Regions from separate parts of the Ovis aries genome. Here region 1 is linked to region 2. Evidence: chromatin contacts called from public Hi-C data. All regions are on one chromosome and are shown on one strand. The core of a region is the stretch at or near the end of the contact, and the rest is flanking DNA. Distances in the headings are between cores, read along the strand shown.

The links. Hi-C and Micro-C count contacts between places; a contact is called where the count stands out from the background.
Region 1: a Hi-C map of blood shows a contact between it and region 2, with 6 times the contacts expected there. The contact joins two enhancer-like sites. A contact is called at or near these places in 3 of 16 Hi-C or Micro-C datasets (blood, liver and mixed tissues).

The regions. Positions count from the first base shown.
Region 1 is chr2:112,331,645-112,335,583 of ARS-UI_Ramb_v3.0, forward strand. All of the region lies in intron 2 of PALLD (palladin, cytoskeletal associated protein), which reads right to left. It overlaps LOC132659187 (a long non-coding RNA gene), which reads left to right. Exons shown (of 2, transcript XR_009599261.1): 2 at 1-3,939. Among named protein-coding and RNA genes, the nearest start is that of PALLD, 27 kb to the right of the region's middle. Within about 2 kb of position 2,422, at least 3 of the 54 cell types and tissues checked have an H3K27ac peak or open chromatin away from gene starts, as enhancers often do.
Region 2 is chr2:111,994,753-111,998,848 of ARS-UI_Ramb_v3.0, forward strand. PALLD (palladin, cytoskeletal associated protein) reads right to left here. Exons shown (of 22, transcript XM_060409579.1): 17 at 2,333-2,427; 18 at 580-712. Among named protein-coding and RNA genes, the nearest start is that of TRNAC-ACA, 42 kb to the left of the region's middle. Within about 2 kb of position 1,734, at least 5 of the 54 cell types and tissues checked have an H3K27ac peak or open chromatin away from gene starts, as enhancers often do.

The DNA of each region.
Region 1 (3,939 bases), core at 1,172-3,671, 340 kb after region 2:
CTCATTTTAATAATACCAGAGGTGCTTTGAACTAAAATTCGTCATGAAGTTTTCGCCAACTCTGAAAAGTTGAGAGTGGAGGAGGAGGGGGTCAGGGAGGTAAAGAGGCATGTCTTTGCCCTGTTGTCAGCTGTGCATGAGAAATAAGGGACATCTGAGGTGAGGTAATAATGTAAATTGTTGACAATTAATTTGCACATAACTTAAGTTGTCGCTAAATCCTATGTAACTTCAGTTATTGTAGATAAACTTTGGTTCCATCAGCTTTTCTCTGCTTTGCTGGGGTTTTGGTGGAACTGTGCAAAAGTAAAGAAGGAAGACGAGATTTTCAGTCCTGGTTGTGATTATAGCTGGCCCTTGTGCTGGTCATACTTGACAAGGAGGGGTGAAGTGACTGGATATGATGAGGAAATGCCTTCAACTGTGTGTCCTTCAGTCCTCCCTGGAGCTGGGCCCCTTCGTCTGACTCTGTACAGCTCACTGGTCCAGGGCCGGGGTCCAGATGGCTCTACTTGGGCCAACTCTAAGCAGCTCCAGGCCTGCAGTTTGGTGAGCCACAGGCTGGTCTGGCCATCTGCCCCCTCCTGGAGCCCGCAGGAGTTGGTCATGGCGTGGCCCTCACTTGGCCCCGTCTGAGTCCCTGTTTCAGTGACTCGAGTCCTGAAGGGCAGACCTGCTCCCCAGGAGCAACCCTTGGTCTGGTCCCTGGTCCCCACTGCCCTGCCTTTGTGGGACGCCTGCCTCTAACTCCGCCTCAACCACCGTCCTGCACCTCCAGACCCGTCACCCATTTCCCAGTCCCGCGCGTCTCTGGGCCTCTGTCCATGCTGGGCCCAGCTCCCTGGACCCCTGCTCTCCACAACTTCCGTCACCTGCTCCAGGGCCCTGGGAGGTGGCCCGCTGACCACCAGGCCTGCCCAGTGTTGGGTTCAGAGACCCCTGATGGACTCAGTGGGAGCCGGGCTGTAAACTGCCCCGATTCAGGCAACCTCCCTATCAACATTTGTCTTCCTTATACAAAATTCACTTCCAAGAAGGTTTCCTCTTCAGGATCTCCAGTTCTCACGGAGGAAAGGAGCGCAAAGGTTTTAGGCGTTTGGTGCATTTGCAAATGCATGGCAGAGGGGCCAAGATCTTTGGAACAGAGATTAAGAAACTTCAATGTATATTTACACTTTCCGCTTAAAAAAAACCCTCAAAGGATAACAAAACAACCCAGCTAACTTTAAAAAATGGTGCATGCTCATTAGAAACTTAATTACTCTAGAAGGGCACAACTTTAATCACTAACATTGGTCATGGGCTTTGGCAGACTGGGAGATGACAAGAGAAACTAGTTAACAATCCTGTAGCTACTAACTAAATTAATTCTCCCCTTCCCCTAAGGAGAAGAGGCAGAAGCCTGAACTGGATGGCCCCCAAAGTATGAAATGGTTAAGTGAACTTTAACACAGAAGTTATGGTAGGCTCACTTGAATTAATCCTTTGATGGGTAAATGGATTACTTTTTGTTAAGAATATGTTTAGAAGGGGGCTATTTTGGAGTCAGTGCCAGTGGAGCAGAGTGCAGTTTGAATACATTTGGAAGGGGCTATTTTGGAGTAAACATCGACGGAGCCATGTGCAGTTTGAAAACCTGTGGAACCGTTTTGAGTGACACATGAATGCACTTCTAACAAATAATTATTTGTTCCCACGGTTAGTGGGTTAAAGACATCTAAATAGAATCCAAAATAAATAATTTCACTTCTATGACAAGCAAAGTGATAAGAACATTTTTTTTAATAGAAAAGATAAATAATGGACTATACAGAGTGTCTGACTCTTTGTGACCCCATGAACTACACAGTCCATGGAATTCTCCAGGCCAGAATACTGGAGTGGGTAGCCTTTCCCTTCTCCAGGGGATCTTCCCCGCCCAGGGGTGGAACCCAGGTCTCCTGTGCTGCAGGCGGATTCTTTACCAGCTTAGCCACAAGGGAAGCCCAATGCAGAATTTAGGATGAGATATTTAATTAAACAAACTCATTAGGAAGTTTTTTGCTGCCCCCTGCTGTCAGCTTCTAAAAGACACGAAAACCATGTAAAAAGGGTGGCGTTAGTGGTAAAGAACCCGCCTGCCAATTCCATCCCTGGGTTGGGAAGATGCCCTGGAGGAACGCAATGGCAGCCCACTCCAGTATCTTGTCTGGGAAATCCCATGGACAGAGGAGCCTGGCAGGCTACAGTCTGCGGGGTCACCAAGAGCAGGACACGACTAAAGCGACATAGCATGCACGCAAACTGTGTAAAAACTGACTCAAGGTGAATTAGTTGAACAAATTGATTTGAAAAAAAATTCTTTGCCTCTGACTCCATCAGTTCCTGTTGGTGATGCTGACTTACTTCATGTCTGTGACTAATGGTCTGTCAGCCCAAGGAGCCAGCTGCAGCAAAGTGTGCGTCAGTGGGAGCTGGTGAGCAGTAGTTTGTGATCTGTGAAATGCTACATTAGTAAGTACCAGCCTCACAGCTTGGAGCCAGTGATGTCTTCCTTACCTTTTTGCTGAATTTCTTAATTTTGAATTAATTTTTATATTTCTGTAATTTAGGTAAAACACTCTTCATTAATAAAACCAAAACTTTCCCAGTAAATGCATTAATGGCTTATTTTCCATAGTATAATCCTGACGTGAATTGTTATTTTCATTTTGGCATGTGAAATTAAGAAATGAGAAGTATTAGCCATAAAAGGTAAGAGTAAAGCAATAGTCATTAGATGCAGAGCTCTGTTTTATTTTTTCACATGCTATTTTATTTAGTCACAAAATACAATGGGAGTGGGGATCATAATTCCCACTTCACAGATGAATAAACTGAATCACAAAATGACTTGTCTAGGTACACATTTGGTGAAAAGTGGAGTCCTGATGGGAGACCCTGGAGTCTGACCCCAGGGTTGTTGCTCTTAACCTCTTGGCACAGAAGGTACAGATGCTATACCTTCTGTGCATATAAAAGAATGCAGAGAAATCACCGTGGCCATGGAGCTGTCAGCGACCAGTGATTGCCACTGACCGCATACTCCTCAGCTGCTCTTCGTCTGCTGTCCGCCCTCTCGTGGCCGAAGCCCGGGCATATGGACGACAGGCCTGTCCACGCCCTGCCTGGCGTCTGTCTTCACGGGTAAGTTCTGCCACGTTGAAGGTGTGGTGCGCTCAGCACAGTGAACATGCGCCCATGGACCCCACGCTCAGACCGGACACACTTGGGGCTGACCTTGTGACAGGTCACACACACCCTGTGCCTTTCATCTGCCAGACAGCTTCTGGTTAAGGCGTCTGCCTGCAATGCAGGAGACCTGGGTTCGATCCCTGGGTCGGTAAGATCCCCTGGAGAAGGAAATGGCAACCCACTCCAGTATTCTTGCCTGGAGAATCCCATGGACGGAGGAGCCTGGTGGGCTACAGACCACGGGGTTTCAAAGAGTCGGACACGGCTGAGCGATTTCACTTTAACCATAGCCAGTAAATATTCAAATTATGCCCAGTACTTGACTATACCAGTTGGCATCTTGCTGGCTACCTTAATTCTGGGGCCTCCTGTAGCAACGTGCTGTTCTGCTATCTGCTTGCCCCATCCTTTGCACCCTTGCCCCATCCACCCCCCGCCCCCCGCCCCCTTAGCAGCACTGGTTCAGAATGGCAGATCCACTTGCCAGCGACCAGAGCACAGCTAGTATTGATGTCTGCCATGACGAGATGCCTCTGGCTTGTGGGTCCTTGAGAACATGACCTCATGCTCTGGGGGGCTCACTGTGCAGGAAATGATACACTGACTAGCTGGAGTTCATTTGCCTCCTTAGGTGGGTAGTGGGTTGGTCAAGCCTGAGTCATTTTTCAGAGGCAGCACTGCACATTCATATGTAAGAGGGAAGCCCACGTCTCCAGGATGGCCCCA
Region 2 (4,096 bases), core at 484-2,983:
AACGGCAACCTGCTCCAGGATTCCTGCCTGCAGAATCCCATGGACAGAGGAGCCTGGTGGGCTACAGTCCATGGGGGTCGCAAAGAGTCGAACACAAGTGAAGTGACTTAGCACCCGCAGCAGGGAGGGGATAAACTGGGAGGTTCAGATGGACATATAAACAGCAGTATATTTAAGACAGCTAACCAGCAAGGACCTGCTGCATAGCACAGGGGACTACACTCCCTAAATGGGAAAAAAACTTGAAAAGATACGTGTATATCACTGAATCGCTTTGCTGTACACCTGAAACTAATACGACATCATAAATCAATTTACTCCAATGTAAAATGGAAATAATACATTGGACAATAAACTCCTGTTAGGAATTTATCCTTTCCAAACATTTCTGTGAGTTCAGAGTTAAGTGCCTCCCGTGTTTATGTTCTGTAATTCCAGAGATAACCAGCAGAGGGAGCCCAAATAATTTTATAAAACATTCATACTTCAGAGCTGAGATTTAAACTTAAGGTCAATCAATGGGGCAAAACCAGAGAAGAGAGATACAGCACTGGGGGGAGGCTGGGCGCATGCACTCACCTTGCAGTCCATCCTGCAGAGCCTGCCTTCCTGCACGGTCAGATCCCCGGGCGCCTGCAGGAAGTGCGGGCGGAAGAAGCGCTCCTGGATGGGCTCCCCTTCGTCAGCACTGTCCCTGGATCGTGAGCGCGGCCTTCAGACCAGAGTCAACATACAGGAGATGGGGGTGGGGTGGACAGATGATACAGAAAAACAGATCGATAGATGGCAGGTCATTTCTAGGGTCCCAGTCATCTGCTTTCTAAACACAGGGGCAAAAACATCATTTCCTTACCTGCTTACCTGATCCCTAATCTCAACCGTTTACACCATAAAAAAAGTCAGGGGATAAAATCTTGTTTCATTTGGGAGTTTGATACAAATTTAATAGTCTGCTAATTGCAGATCTTAATCTCCTATCCTAACCCTTATGACTAGTATAAATCATGAATTGGGAAATGGGAAAAAAAAAAATAGGTTAAAGAAAGCTTTAAAATATTTTTAAAGCTGAATGAGAACTGTATGAGAACTAGCAGCTCATTTACTACCAAATATTTTTCAGTATCAATAACTATAACTTTCTGCTGTGAGAGAAAGTTTGCAGGAAATCAGAAGTTCTTATTTTTTAAGAAAGTAATATATTTCTAATAAAAATTCCTTTTCATTAACCAGGAAAACAACTGAATTTTTAGGCAGGTCTTCTGCATCCGTTATCCATGTACCTAAAGACAATTATTTTTTGCTTTAAAATGAAATTGTGTGAATCTCCCAGATTTTGTGCATCTTTCTTGCTTTTGAGTATGTTTCTAGAGGCACCTTTTAAGAGTAAAATGATTTAAAGTGATTGCAGGGAAGATGTAATAATCAAAGGACAAGATGTTCAAACTAATTCTGCCAGTGATCATCAGAAAGTAAGTTATGAAACACTTAACTAGAAAAAGCAAAACAAAAGAAAAATTAGTATAATGGGCTAGAATTATCCACCCTTCAACAGAGTCACCTATCAGATCTAGTTTACCAGTACGATGCTCCTCTAGGAAACTGCTTGCCATGTGACCCATGAACAGCCGAAATGTACTGAAGGCCCCGGAAAAGCAGATGGACGTGCTCAGCTGTGCTGTGCTCCCAGCTGGCACAGGCGGCACTGTGCGCGGGTCCTGCCCTGGAGGCCAGCATCACAGCTGCGAGCCCGAGGCCTGCAGCTGCCTCCCAAACACTGGCAGACACTGGTGCGGACCTGCTCGCTGTTTCTGCTCCTCCTGCGGCTTCTCCGGTGTGTCCTCCCCTGCCCCTGTGGCCCTCCAGGACCCCAGCCCACCTGGAATCCCCTGACAGGGAGCCCAAGCCAGCAGCCCACCAGCTCCTTTGAAGCCACGCCCATCACTGGGCACCACACGCCCCGCCCATGCTTGCGCGCCCTGGCGGCTCCAGGTACGGAGTGTCCAAAACGTGGCCAGTCTGACTTTGAGGTCTGGGTGTCGAGTAAACTTGTGCACTGAGTGACGGGAGCAGAAACCTTCAGGCGCGAGGTGGTCCAGGCAACCAGAGGCCCGGCGCGAGGGCGGCGGTGAGGGGCACGCGGCCAGGCCTGGGCACACCCGTGGCGACACAGCTGCCACATGACACGCCTCCTGGCTGGCGTCCCCACCCCAGCCACAGGGAGCCCCAGGCTTCCCCTCACGTGCCCACTCTGTCGGCTCCCCACAATGCTGACGGTGCCGGGTTCAGGAGCCAGCGAGACCCCAGCAATGCCCGGGAAGGGCGCAGGACGTACCTTCTGCTGTGAGGGTGTCCGGCCGGCGGGCGGGGGCTGCGGCCTCTCTGGTTCACGGCCTGGACCATCAGCCGCCCCGTGCAGCTGACGCGGCCCTGCGGGGGACAGGACCACGGCGGTGAGCAATGCCTGGAGCCAGCGCGGCCTCCCCAGGCCCACGGGCCGCCCCCGCCCCCCGGGACTCGGCGTGTGAGGCACGTGGATAAGAAGGGCCCCACCCCCGACGCTTGGCTCGGCTTTACCGTTTCATCTAGGATGCCCTGTAAGACGACGACCCCCTATGAATTAACTGTCACTTGCCAAGGTCTCTCGAGCCCATAAACATTCTCCCCATGAAATGAGCGCATTTGAGATTTATGAACCAAAAGCAAATGCCTGAAACGTGAGGGTCAGATGACAAAGGTTAGATAAACTATCTAATGAAAAACTGTATTTTTATCTTTAAAACATTTTTAATTTGCATTATAGCTGATGGGTCTACAACCACCCTGCCCAAACACACCCAATCTGATCTGAAATACAGTGGACTTAACATTAGTTTTAGGTATAAAACATGAGTCTACATTTTTGGTGCTTATGCCCCGTCTAAAGTGGTGACAAAGCACGGCTGTACGCACTACTGTCTCTCTCTGTCGACAGAGAGTCTGATGCGTGCTCTTCGGGGCGCGCAGCGGTGCTGAGGGGCCCGACTACAGGAATAAAGGACCCAGGGGCTGCAGCTTCCTGGCCCAGGCTCCTCTTTCTCCCCATGGCTGGCAGAGCAGCAAGGCAGATTCTCTCCTCCACTTGCTCCTCTCAAGGCCCAAGAGCACGAGCGGATGGACTTCTAAGCTCTGACGACGACCGAAAGCGAGGAGCCAGGGCAGGAACCTGAGAAGCGGACTGCTCATTCTTGTCCTCGGTGAATTCGAGCTCCCAGATGAAGGGCAGCCCTGTGTGCACTCACGTCACGGCTGACCACTGACCCCCACTGTCATCCCAAGTGGCCTACATAAGGGAGGCCAGAGCTGAGGGTCGCATGGGTTCGCAACTGCCTTCTGAGCTCCCCTGGGGATGGGCTGAGGGGGGAGAGGATGCTGGCGGGGGACACGGAGGGAGGCGCCACAGCAGGGTGCACGGAGGGGCCCTGCACGTCTCCCCACAGCCTGCACGTCAGGCCCCAGGCCCCAGGCAAGGCACAGACTCACACGGACAGTGCAGACGGAGGGTGAGGAGGCCCCGGGAGGAGCGGCTGCTGGAACACACAGCTCGTGTGGCCCTGAACCGCGAGGAAGGCCCCTCCTTCACTGAGGCCACCACACCCCCAAGTACCGTGCAGCGCACTTCGGGAGGGAACGACTCCCGCCCCGTACCAACTGCATCTCAGGTTCCGGCCACGTGACAGAAGCTCTCCCATGCTGACCCTGGCACACACCGGGGACTCGCCAACACAGCCTGACACCTGAGAGTCACGCTGACCCGTCCCCCGTACTTGCGTAGGTGCACGTGCCCGGGAGAGCCTGTTACAAACAGCACAGCTGACGAGTCACCGCGGCTGGCCTAACAGGTGGACACGGAAGCCCCGTGGTTCTTTCCAGAGCTTGAGGACAAGGGCTGTGCGTCCACACCGACAGCGCCCCATGTTCTCAGGACAGGGTTTCCCAGTTTCTGCTTCGCTGCTCCATCCCGGGCTCTGGGCCCCTCAGCGCTGTCTGCCCACCTTTACCCGTCTTATCAACACGTGCAGGAATGACAGAAGTCAAAGTGTGGCGTGAAGCTTGGGAG